2 separate regions of the Sus scrofa genome follow, and region 1 is linked to region 2. The links are chromatin contacts, called in public Hi-C maps. All regions are on one chromosome and are shown on one strand. Each heading gives the region's core, a stretch centred on a gene start, on an enhancer-like site or on the middle of the called end of the contact. The rest is flanking DNA. Distances are from core to core; before and after follow the strand shown. Region 1 overlaps MVB12B (multivesicular body subunit 12B). Region 2 overlaps MVB12B (multivesicular body subunit 12B).

Region 1 (6,298 bases), core at 613-3,112, 74 kb after region 2:
TCTCCCCCACCTACTCTGTGCCCTGTTAAAACCAGCAGATAGGTGAGCCTTCATTCAGCCTGTGACACTGGGCCCAAGACCAGGAGCCAGCGCTGGGGGCCGTGCAGCCCTGCCTGCTGAGCACCTGGGCCCCCTCTGGGCACCACGCATGCGGCTCACACCTACTCCACATGTAAGCCCGGGCACCCAAAGCCGTGGCCGGGGTCCTAACCCAGTCTGTCTGACTCCAGAACCACTCTTGCCTCCAATCTGGACCTTCCCCATGGGCCCAACAGCCGGGTTGTGATTCCAGCCTCAACAGAGAGACTGTCTTGCCAACACCTCACTGCTCACCTCCTACCTGGATGCCCTTGACCCCCTCAGCCCTCGTGCATCCCTGTCCTGCTGCTGGACCCTACCTGCTCTGACAGCTCTTGTCTCTGCCTCTGCGTGGTGTCTGCCTCCCTCACCGGGTGTGTGGCGGGGAGCAGGGCTGGTACCGGGCACGCATCAGCCGAGGCCCCGCTCACCCGGGGGCCGTGACCAGTGCGTACGTCTGTGTCAGTATCTCACATTCCTGAACGTCAGCCGTGTCTATAATGCCATTTCCTCTCTTTTTTTCTCCTTTTGCAGCAATGGATGGTGTGCCTTTTATGATTTCAGAGAAGTTTTCCTGTGTTCCAGAAAGTGTAAGTTTCATACATGCCCCCCGCCTTCTGCCACCCCAGCTGGGCGCTCTGCTCAGCGTGCAGCACTGTGCGGGCAGCCCCCTCTCCCTGCCCCTCCCCCTGCTCGAATCACGGCTGCCCTCGTGTTCGACTCCCCACCCCAGCCTGAGCTGGGAGTGGGCCATGTTGCTTCCTGGGCCCCTTCAGCTAACGTTGCACATAGTAGGTGCTTGAGAGGTGAAAGGAAAGAAGGGATGAGGGTGGGGAAGGAGTGAGACGGACCAGCACACACACTGGCCGCAGCCGCAGCGCAGCCTGTTCATCTCACGTGTTGTAAATGGCACTGAAATTCACTGGCTGTAAGGGTTCTTGTTTCCAAGTTGTCTTACTAATTTCTGTTATTTTTTTATTTAACAATGACAGTGCCCAGCAGAAAGAAAGCTATGCCCCTTTCCCGTTGTCAGTGCTGCATTCCATAGTAACCACGTCCTCTGCTCGAAACCGCAGGCGTTCCTTGGTGGGGCTGGGCCTGCTAGTGCAGGTTGCCCAGCAGCTGTGGGTCTCCCACCCACTGCAGGCCAGCCCCGACCCCAGGGTGCACGTGAGCAAACCGAGGCCAGGTGGGAGCCCCGAGCCATCTCTGGTGACAGTGACCATGTGAGCTAGCTGGACCTAAAGGCCGGAACCCAGATCTTGAGCGGATTGCAACCACCACACACAGCTGTGGGGCGCCCCGTCTGGCACTCTTGTGCCCGCCCCAGGATGGCAGGGGCCCTCCCTCAGCTGTGCAGGCCTGGTCCACGCCGGCTCAGTAGACTTGTATCTGGGGGTTTTTAAACCCTTTCTGCAGAAGTTTGCTTTGAGTAGCTAATAAACATGAAGGCCCTCGTTTGGGCACCAGCTAAAGAATCCTTCAGTGTTTTTCTTGGATCCAGCTTAAAACCACCCAGCTCGCGATTTGACCTGCGCTGGAGTTTCCATTTTCATGAAATATAATAGGCCTCCTCTGAACCCTTCTGGTAAGCAGCTTAATCTTGAAAAACGCTCCTGACGTGACACGCGGAGCATGAGTAACTTCAGTCGACTCCACTTGGCCGCGTTGCCATGGAGACGCTGGCACCTCTCCCACCCGCTCCCTCGGAGAGGCTGTTCTGTCCTGCGCACCGGCTCCAATCGGGAAAGTTTAGTGGGGCAGTTAGAGCCTAATGATACAACAGCTGGACCTCTGCTGGATCCGGGCAGCCGGGCAGGCGGCCCTGTGCTCACGCTACTCGGGCTGGCAGCAGGAGAAAGCCAAACTGTTTTGTGGCTCCTGGCAGAGCAGCCCCAGGGGCTGAGCGCCTAATTCGGTGGCCCCATCCCAAGATTGCCCTCACGAACCAACGAACGCGGCTGCCTGGCTCTGCCGACTCAGCAAGCACTCAAGGCAGGCGGACGCGGGCCAGGCCCAGTGCCGAGCGCTCCCCTGCACGTCCCTCTTTAATCTCTCGGCAGCCCGGCCAGGAGGGCCCGCCTGCCCGAGCTGCTTTGTAACTGGAGAAGAAGTGATTGACCTGCTGCTGCATGGGGAGGAGGCCCTGAGCCCACTTAGCATCCGGGTCCTTGGGCCTCTTTTCTACCCCCCCCACCCCCACCGCCCGGCCCGGCTCAGGCTCCAGCTCTGCCCCCGCCTCTGCACTGCGGTTCAGAACTTGACGGCCCCAGGTTTTGTCAGAGACTCAGATTTCTCCTGCCGTCCCCTGCTGCCAGCTGCTGGCCTGGGCTGCAGGAGGCCGGGCTGGATGCCCTCTTGGGAATACAGACAGCTAATGAGATGGTCCCAGAGGGGACTCAGACGGAGACCTCAGAGACAGGGTTGCCTCTGCACCTCATCGTGCATTTCAGCCTAGGCTTTTCTGGGCCTCCAGCTGATTCTTGTTGCTGAGTGTATTTGATTTTTCGTGTCTGTTGAAAAGCCAGAATTTTCAAAGAAATAGAAAAAGTTATAGAAACCGCTTGGGCTGGGCAGCTTGCTCACCTGCCCAAAGTTATAGAAATACCCATTACAATGCAATGTTGTCATTTTCCACCACCAGTGACTTCTCAAATGATAATTGATGGGCAGTTATTTCATTCACTTGGCATTTTCAAAGACCTGGAATTCCCTCCAGCTCCTTCCCTGATGCCAAGGAGTCCCAGGCAAGAGGCTGGCTGCCGGCCTCCTGGAGTTTCTGAGCCCTGACCCAGCACGTAGATGTGGCATCAGGGGTGTGGTGAAGCCTTGGCTATCTCTGTCCCCAGGGCTGCAGGAAGAGCAGAGAGTCAGAAGTTATTGGTGACAAGGTCTTTCAGGAGAGCCGTGACCCTCCTGGGTGCTATAGGCTAGTGCCCAAGCAGGGGTCCCCGCCAAAAGGGACCCCCGGTGACAGCTAGGTTTTCTGAGTCTGCTGCTGTTACTGGTCCATTTACCCTCACTCAACACTGCGGAGTCATACTGATGGTTTCCTTGGGAAAGGGGTGGAGAAAACGCTACATCACATAAAGTTTTTGAAGTGTCACAAGTATTGTAAATAAAAGCAAATGTGGGGCAGCATTTTCCACCCGTTTAAAAGGACGACTTGATTTGTATTTTCAGATGCAGCCCTTTGATCTCTTGGGAATCACCATCAAATCTCTGGCAGAAATTGAAAAAGAGGTGAGCAAGCTGCCCAGGGTGGGGGCAGGCGGGGTCTGGCCAGTGCACGCTCAGCCCTGTTGGGGGTCTGTTCCAGGAACAGGAGGGTCCTGGGTGTGGGGTGATCCTCGGAGAAAGGCACTTTCATTGCCCTCAAATTTATTTCTTAGAAAAGAAACTCACTTTTAATGTGTTTATGACTTCAAGTAATAAGTCAGAAGGTTTTACATGACAGAACAATCCGTTCTGCTTCTTTTTTTAAGAAAATATCTCATCTTCGGGAAGGTAGGGGGCAGAGGTGGGCACAGACTTGGCTTTTCCTCCTTCTGTTTTATTATTTGCCACCAGGCGGGTTTGGGAAAATGTCCGAGCTGCTTCATGACTTAGAGACAGGATCAGGACACATTCTGCTGCGCTTGATAAGGCAAACCCCACTGGCAGCCTGGCTCGAAAGAGTTTGGATGTTTTCCTAATAAAAAAGAAAGAAATCCAAGATTGAAGTGCATGTGACAACTCGGAAGAAAGAGAGTTGAAATAATGGAATCAAACTGGAGGTCAGATCGGCAGTGTTTTCCCCGCTTTCATAAGACAGCGTTAGCGTGTGTGTCGTCTTTTATGTATAGACGGTTGTTAAGCCGTCACATGCTTGCAGCCAGCTCTCCTCTGAGAGGCACATTTGTCTCAAAGATGGAAATGGTAGAACCATTTCAATATTCTCAGTTCCTCTGGGTTTTCTCCTGTATACCCAGCCAGCAGAAGCCGGTTGCATTATTGAAAGATGGCTGAAATCAAGCAAAATTGAATCAATGTAGTACAACAAATTTCTAGACCTGTCATAGCAAAAACAAGACAAAAAAGTCCCCCTTTGTCTTTGACTTTTCAGTAAATCATGAAAACCAACCTGACTGTCATCTGTAGATTTGGGGGAGTGAGTAAACTGAGGGGGAAAAGTCTGGGCACCACCTCAGACATGTGCATGTGCACGGAGTTCGCATCAGCCCTGCTCAGAAGGAAGGTGGCCGGGACGGCTCGTGGCCGCCCTGCTCCCGGACCGCCTTCGCGTGGGGCTCCCGGGTGGGGAGGCACCAGCGAGTGTGCAGGGAAGGCCTTGGCAGGGCCTGCTCCGGCTGCGGGCAGTGAAGCGGGGGCACGACCTGTGACCTTTCAGGATGAACATGGTCACGTGGACTTGAGGGGTGGGTCACCCCCCTCCCCCGCTTAAAGCTGGGGTTACAGTGGAACCTATCCTGTGACTACGAAATGGACAGATGAGCACAGAGCCGCAGACGGCAAGCACCCATGGCTGTGGCGGTGGTGTGAGTGCCAGAGACAGGGCAGCCGTGAGAGAGTCACCCCTTCTCACCTCCCACCCTCCCAGGCTGAAACCGTCCATAGCCCCGTTTATTAAGCACCTGCTACGCGCTCGGCTCTGGGCCTGGGCTTGACATCAGCTTCATCATCGCTGATTCTCACCCCACGCTGACCAGGGGGCATCGTTCCTCCCCATTTGGTGGGGCAGGGATTGAGGCTGAGACGTGAAGAAATTTGCCCAAGATCGCTACCCGGCGTGTTGTACCCCACATGCCCTCCGGTAGCTCCCTGCCCCCAGGCGCTGGTCTGAGCACCAGTACCGGGAGGCCCCTCACCTGAGTTCTGACCCCCACTGGGCCTTCATGACATAGGAGAGAGCCCCTGTGTAGAGCCACCTTCAATTCTCTTAATTCTCTTCCCCACTGAAGGGCTGAAAATGTGTCTGGTTGAAATACGTCGCCTTGGTGTCAGGCGCTCTGCGCAGAGCCTCAGCTCTTCCTCTTAACCTCTCTGTGCCTCAGTGTCCTCTCTGTAAAGTCAAAGCAGTCGTTAAAACATCCTGTAGCATTGATGGTTGGACTGAGACAGTCACGGGAACGGCTTAGAACAGCACCTGCCAGGCAGGGCTACTGCTGGCCCGTTATCACGGCTGCTGTCATGGCCATGGTCATGGTTCCCACTGTTCTGGTCCACGGGAAGCAGAGCCAGTGTCAGCCTGTCCCACTGCAGCCTGAGCGCTGCCCTCTCGCGGGTGGTGACCAAGCCTGGCTGGCTTCTGTGTTTTCAGTGATGGGTTAAAAACACATGTCTGGGAGTTCCCGTCTTGGTGCAGTGGTTAACGAATCCAACTAGGAACCATGAGGTTGTGGGTTCGGTCCCTGGCCTTGCTCAGTGGGTTAAGGATCCAGCATTGCTGTGAGCTGTGGTGTAGGACAGTGGTTACAGCTCCTATTCGACCCCTAGCCTGGGAACCTCCACATGCCACAGGAGCGGCCCTAGAAAAGGCAAAAAGCCAAAAAAACAACACACATCTGTGTTCTCTGTTGAAAGAAATTAGGGAAACCAGGGCGAGGGTTGGGGGGGGGGGTGTTAGAAACGAGGAGACAGTTGCAACCATCACAAGTATCCCCGCCGTGGGCGATGCCGTGGAGTGTTTTGCTTCCGCTGAGGATTTGGAAGTCGCCTTACCGCAACCACCCGCGTGCGTGCAGCGCTGATTAGGACGTTGACATCCACACACTTGGGTGAACGGGCTCCTTCTTGGGCAGCAACGTCAGGGAATTTTCTTCAGCGCTAAACCGGAACCTGTTCCTTTTAGCCACTGAACTGGAGGCTGAGGAGAAGCTGTGCCCGCGCCCCCGGCCCCACACTCGGGCTCCGCTGGCTTGGCCCTGAGCAGCTCGAGGTCCCCTTGGTCGGGATGGTTGTGCCCCTGCCCATTCCCAGCCAGTCTGGCTCCCTTGGGGGGGGGGGCATGTGCTTGGGGAGCGGCCTGGAGGCAGGGGGCGCCCGGCTGGGGGATCGGTTTCACTCATGTTTACACAGTCAAGCCAGGCTCCCTCCCCCAGGAAGGCAGGAGCCCGCATTTGGGTTCAGGGCTGACCGTGACCAGCACTGGCCCCCTTGCCCAGGCAGTGGGGAGAGCCCAGCGTCTGTCGGTGCTGCTTGGTGCTGGGCAGGCACTCCC
Region 2 (6,414 bases), core at 2,977-5,476:
TGGACGTGGGGATCAAGTTGCAAAGCCAAGGCTGGAGTGAGAGTGTGGTGATGCGGCGCCCTCTACTGACCAAAGTTGGGGGAGGCTGGGAAGACGGGCAGGCCGGTTCCCCAGCCAGTCCCTGGGGGGAGCAGAAGAGAGCCAGGGAGGGCCAGTAGCAGACCTTGTTGCGTTCCTGAGCTTGAGCTTCTGTCTCAAAAGCTATAAAACATGCTCTGCCCCCATTTCTTTGGTTCAAAGAATTTCTGCCATTTTTTTTGAGAGCTGTCATCCCCAGCTTTTTTCAGCTAAAAGGGGCAGTTGGTGGAGCTTTTCAGAGACGGTGGGTCATCACCTGAGGACCTCACGTCCTAGAGAACCACCTTCTCTTTCCAGAGCAGTCACCACCCCTCGGAATGAGCCCTTCCTGTCTTTCTCTTCCCTGTTGTTGCAGAGACTGCCGGTCCCAGGGCCAGATTCAGAGTGGTCCTTTCAGGATGGGCAGGCCCCTTGGCCACATCCTGTGAATTGGACACGGTGTTTGAAGTTCATGGCAAAAGGCAGAATAAGATGGGTTGGCAGAGCTCCTCTTCCTCATCCAGTGGATGGTTCTCTCTCTCTCCCCCTCTCTCTCTCTCTCTCTCTCTCTCTCTCTCTCTCTCTCTCTCTCTCCCTCTCTCTCTCTCTCTCTCTCTTTCTCTCTCACACACACACACCTGTGCCTCATTTGTGGAATCTTGACAGTGTCCACGTGAAGAGGGCATGCCACTTCTGGGGGCTGGGTGCCTCCGTTTTCTCTCTGGGCGCCAGTGCAGCTTCTTCCTCTGCGCATCTCCTCACGCACGCTGGTCCTCAGGATGGGCCTGGCCTTGGGCCTCAGGTGTGATCCCACGCTCCCATGTCTCTTCCGGGCGGGTGTGTATAGGCAAACGTCAGGGTCCCTGGGTCTGGGCTCCTCTGATTCTCCTCTGTGCTGCTGCCTTGGGGCAGGTGCACCTAGAGGAGGCCCCTTCCTGTTTCAGTCAGGGCAGCCCCACTCCTCTGTCATATGCTGGCTCTCACTCTGATTCTGCTGGAAACAGAAGGTTCTGCTGCTGCCGGTACCAAGGTTTGGCAAAGCTCGGCGAGGCAAGTGGACGTGCATTTGCTGGAGCCCCAGTAGCCCTGGAGCGTTGTTGAATGAGGGGCCCTGGTGGACTGCTGCCCCCGGCTTGCTGAACAGTGGAACCGGTGGCTTGATAAAGACATCAGAGGCATGCTTATCAAATTTGCAGATGACACAGAGTCATTAGGGAGAGCTGATGTGCTGAGTGACAGAATCAATACTCCACATCTCCTCTGCAGCAGGGACACCCGACTGCAAGCAGGAGATGAAAGGTGATGGGCGAAAACAGACGGCACCCCCCCCCCCCCCACCACGAGGTTCAAAAATCAATGCACGGGAAGCAGAGTGAGGCAACCTGGCTTAGCAGCAGTTCGTGTGAAGTGATAGGGCCGGGCACGAGCTTGGGTTACATGGATGCAGCCTGGAGTTCACAGTGGGGCACAGCCTGCACCTGTCGCGTGCAGCAGGAGGGTCATGTCCACCGCCATGCACCCCCTGGTAAAAGCTGCCTGAATCAAGCATTGAACTCGAGTGTGAGGAATCACTGAGTTTTGCTCTCAGTAGCGATGCGGCAGCGGGCTTCAGGTGTCTAAATGGCCAGGGTGTGGAAGGGGAGGTAGAAGTGTTTCCAGGTGGGGTGGGGCATTGGGAAAATTAGATCCAGTGGGCTGAAGTTACAAGGAGTTAGGCTTGGGCTTAACATTTAAAAAAAAAAGAAAAAAAAAGTTAATAAAGAGAGCTTCCCAAGAGTAAAAATCCCCTTGGCAGTGAAGATGACCTGAGAGGTCGCGTGCATGCAACTGCTGGCAGGAGTCAGACCTTCAGTGGTTCTTCTTAAGCTTTATGAGAAATGTACCATATTCCCCGTCTCCACCCCCAGAAATCCAGGTTCAGCAGAGCCGCATGATAGGGCCACAGATTCCTTGCCACAGTGACTCCAGGGAGCTCCGGGGGGTCTGTCGCCTGGGCCTGCTCACCACCTTTTCAGTGCTTCCTCCCGCTCTGACTTGGAGCCGTGCAGCTTCTGCTCACCAGCGCCAGTGTGGGGACAGAGCTTGGAGGCCTGCGGGGTGGCTGCCGTGGCGCCCTGCCCGGGATGGAGGGCACCGAGGCCCCTGGGCGGTGCTGCTGCCCCGCATCTCCATCCCAGTGTGGGCACGCAAGGAGCTGAACTGCGCGTATTTTTTGGTCCCTTTCAGAGTCCAGCTGAAATAAGTCATTGGAGCTCTAGAGCGCTGGGATTTGCGGGGCATTTCCCAGCTCTGCGGACATGAGCCAGGGTGGACCCTGTGGCTGCAGGGGCTCGGCTCTGCCCCACCTGCCCCCCCGGGGTGCTGAGGCTTGCACACCGCGGTCCTTGAGAAACTGCCGCCAGAAGTCTGCTCCCCGGACTTCGGGCCGTGGGCTCATCCTGTGACCCTCCACTGACACTGTCCCCGTAACCCCTGGGAGAAAGAGTCCTCTTCCCTCCCAGAGCCTTTCCTGGTGCTGGAGCCCTGCCTACAGCCTCTGCCCTCGAGGCACCGACTCCCAGGAGCCTCTCCCCGGAGTCAGTTGGGGCCGAGCTTCCCTTATAAGGCGTGCGGTGCTGCTCCGAGTTGTTGCAGTAATCTTTCGGTGACGTGTCAGCTCCTAGCAAGTTGTCAGTCACAGGTTCCGAAGTATGTTTCCTAGTGACAGACATAATTGTACTTAACTTTTTGCATGGATGTTATCAATCTGTGACAGATACTCTGGGAAATGGGGCATTTTGATTGCAGATGATCTGTCACATGCATTTAGTCTTCCTCTCAGGGACACCAGGATTCAGTCACAACTTTTGCATGTCGGTGTCAGGTTTTGAGAACATAGATCCTCGCTGACCTCAAAAATCGTTCCGTCACTCCGGTCCCAGGGCTGTCATCTAAAAGGTTAATGGCTCTTCGTACAGGAGAGAAAACACCCTGCCACCACGGTGATCTGGTATTCAGGCCATGCACGCCCAGGCTCGTCCCCACCACGTCCCTCGTCCCAGCCCCCCTGACCCCACCTTCTGCGGATGAAGGATCAACCGTGCTGCTTGATCCACCCGCAGAACAAGCCGGGAGCGGGGACTCACCGGCTGCAGTCCTGTTGTCTGAGCTGACAGCCGCAAATCCTCGGGCTGCCTTGTCAGCACTGGGTTATAAGATGGCCTTGGCACCACAGGTGACACAGGTGATATCTGTCACCTGCCCTGTTGTGGCAGGACCTGAACGGGAGGCCAGGCTTGCCCAGACCGGGGAGGCTGTTTTCCCTTTGCTGCCAAGGTGTCTGTCCCCTGACTACCTGCCTCTGGGGTGGGGGCAGTTACTCCTCTTTCATAGGTTTACTAGGAGAAGGCTCAGCCCAGAGGATTGGAGGGAATTTATTTTAGGGCTGAACGCTCTTGTTTAATAAAGATCTGTCATTTATGAGAAGGGTGATAACGTGTCCTACATCAAGGTAAGATTAGACGGCAAGGCCCAGGGCTGATTCCAGTAACTCTTTTCCTCCCCCCCCCAACAGTAAACAGTTTATGCCATGGGTTTTGAGCTCCACTTCCACAGTAGCAAGAGATGGTTGGGGGCTACATGAGCCAGGGAAAGCTCAGGTCTTGCTGTTCTCGGGGCGGGGGGGTGCTCAGACCCTTGCCCCTCTGTCCAGGCACAACTGTGGGTCTGGCTTTACTTGGAAGAATTAGTCTTCTTTTTGTTCACTCAAAACCCACAGACATTTGTGTTAAGCTCTGAGGACAGGACACACACTTTCATCCTCCTCCTTGGTGTGTCCCTCCTTTGAAGACACAGCTTTGTGGTCCAGCGCAGGGAGCAGGAGCGTGTGCACCGTGCTTTGGAGGGAATCGGCCTCACTGCTCGGGGTGCCCTCCACCCACTCCAACCAGAGGTACCAGCCAGGGTGTCTCTGAAGAATGCTGAGGAGGAACCAGAGCTGCACACGAGATCGGACTTAGGTTAGAGGTTGGGCTTCCTGGGGCCCTGTATCATTTCGTTTCAGTGGCCCACGCTTACACTCTTCGCCTGGAGCGTTAAAGCCCTAGGTTCCCTGGCAGATGCTGTAGGGGTTTTCACACAAGCACGTGTTATTTTTTTTTTCTGTCCAGAGCTTTCACCAGCTTCCTGTAACCTGACCTGCTTCCCACATCCTCTTGTGTGAGTCGGTCTCCTCTTGGCTCCCAGGCACATGGTCCTCATTCCAGATCCATCTCTGGCAGTTGCTGTGTGCCTCCCCTGGTGTGCCAGCCCCTGCCCTCCTGACAGAGGCAGACTGGACTTGAGAATGCTGAGGCTTGGTCCTGCCCGCCCTGCAGACCTGGCCTCCCCCCTCGCCTCTTCTAGAGAGCCCGGCCCTGTCATTTTCCGCCTTCGTCTCCTCTAGTCGCCTGCACCGTGCAGTTTGGCATTTCACGTTTCCCTGTCACTGCCGTGTGTATTTGTATTTGATCTTATGACTAGATTTGCTAGCTTATTGATGACAGGGATTCTCATGTTACCTTTTTCTCCTTTAAAGCCTCCGAAAAGGCTAGTCACAGAAATAACGATGATAATATTGAATCACTGTGTATCAAAATTTAGCACATACTTTCAGCTGTGCCATCTCATTGGCTACAGTCAGTGTTCTGTGAAAAATCTGTGGCTCCCCAGTGGTAGGGACCTTTGAACTCCAGGTGCCTGGCGCATGGCGGCACTCAGAAAATGTTTATTGGAGTGTGATGTGAGCTGGTCTAGACACAAGGGAGCAGGTCTCATACATTCATGCATCTCTCCTTCCCTCTATCCATCCGTCCATCCGTCCAACCCACCAAGGCTTATATTGCATTCGCTGGCTGTCAGGCGCTGTGCATGTGCTCTACAAATAAGAACTCGTTTAATCCCAGTAACAGCTCTGTGAGTTCAGTACTGTTTTTCCCTCCTTTCTAAGATGAGGAGGCTGAGATCAGGAGGGTTAGATTCCTTTCCCAAGGTTACACAGCTCCTCGGTATCAGAATTTGGCTTGCAGACCGTCCCTGAGCAGGGCATAGACGCACTGGGGAGCAGGGCAGGTGCCTCGAAGGGCCAGCAGGGGGTGGGAGGGGAGTCCGGGGTCCCGGCTGTCTTCCCACACAGCTTCTCCAGGCCCCCTCCCAGAGCCTGCAGCTTTGGGGGCGGCGGGGGGGGGGGGAGCGGCGCCTTGCGTTCACACCCTCTCGGGGAGACTTGTGAACGCTGGCTGGGGGCCAGTCCACTTGAGCTGTGGTTGATGCCTGAGGAGAACATGTGGGGGCCATACCTCAGAGGGTCCCCTCAAACGGCTTCAAAGCCCGTGATTAAGCAGGCTTACAAGCGGTTTGATTTATTCTGGTGATTATGAGAGGAGTGTGAAAGAGACCTGCAGAGCTGGGTCATTTGAATATCTTAAAAATGCCTGTGTCACAAAGTGGCCACTGCCTTTGCAAGAGCATCCAACGTCGTTTTGGTGTCAGCGTGATTTTGAAGGTGAAATTTCATTAGAATGTAGTTTGGTATTGTTAGCTATGAATGATGAGTTTAGGCTGCCTGCTACACTTTTAGATATTAATTTTTAATACGGCTTCTTGGGAAGTCGGAGCTTCTCTTGAATGAAGAATTGACTAGTAGTCAATAGAGCTTCCACCTCTGAGCGGGCCTTCTCTGCTCTCACTCTCACACATCAGACTTTCGACAAAGTATTTGCTGCTTGTAAATGTGTTATCTTTGTAATTTCTGTGGCTTTGTGTCTTATTTCTCTTGGTGGTTATGTGTGCTTCTTGTTGTCCCAGAAAGCAGGGTTGTAAATGTGATGAGACCCCCTCCCGGGCCCAGTGTGCACGTATGCGAGGCCTCTTTGCACAGTGGGTGTGAGCTCCGGGGTTTGGAGAGAGGCCTTTTTCAGGATTATGAAAATAGTTTTCCATGTGTCAGAACAGATTTATCAGTTCACTTTAGGGTCGGTTCTGTGAACCAGACCATTTAGAGAAGGATATTTTACCTTTTATCAGAGTGGAAGCTGACAGTCTATTTGCAGGTAGCTCTACGGAATATTTCACCTGGGTCTCTCAGTGTAAATCTAGCCGCCAAACAAAGTAAAAATGAGTGTTAAGCGAAATTTCCTAGGATTTTACTGCCCCCGCTCCCACCCCCACCCGCACCCCCGCTGCTGTTCTATTTCAAGGCAGGGTTTCAATTATTAATTTGGATGTTTAATAAAATCCTTTGCTTGCTGTAACTGATTTTCAAAGGCCTTTAGGATTTATGTGGGTGGGGCTTTTGCCCGTGGGTAGGGTAGCATTCAACTTAAACCCCTTCTTGAGCAG

What was found. Hi-C and Micro-C count contacts between places; a contact is called where the count stands out from the background.
Region 1: a contact with region 2 is called in a Hi-C map of embryonic fibroblasts, with 2.4 times the contacts expected there. The contact joins two enhancer-like sites. A contact is called at or near these places in 10 of 47 Hi-C or Micro-C datasets (brain, embryonic fibroblasts, epiblast stem cells and 4 more) and 1 of 2 datasets of contacts at active chromatin or transcription factors (skeletal muscle).

What each region holds. Positions count from the first base shown.
Region 1 is chr1:267,079,054-267,085,351 of Sscrofa11.1, forward strand. It overlaps MVB12B (multivesicular body subunit 12B), which reads left to right. Exons shown (of 10, transcript XM_021068965.1): 8 at 613-668; 9 at 3,262-3,321. Among named protein-coding and RNA genes, the nearest start is that of LMX1B, 130 kb to the right of the region's middle. Within about 2 kb of position 1,863, at least 41 of the 83 cell types and tissues checked have an H3K27ac peak or open chromatin away from gene starts, as enhancers often do. A contact at or near this core is called in embryonic fibroblasts, where this site is marked.
Region 2 is chr1:267,003,070-267,009,483 of Sscrofa11.1, forward strand. All of the region lies in intron 6 of MVB12B (multivesicular body subunit 12B), which reads left to right. Among named protein-coding and RNA genes, the nearest start is that of MVB12B, 73 kb to the left of the region's middle. Within about 2 kb of position 4,227, at least 5 of the 83 cell types and tissues checked have an H3K27ac peak or open chromatin away from gene starts, as enhancers often do. A contact at or near this core is called in embryonic fibroblasts, where this site is marked.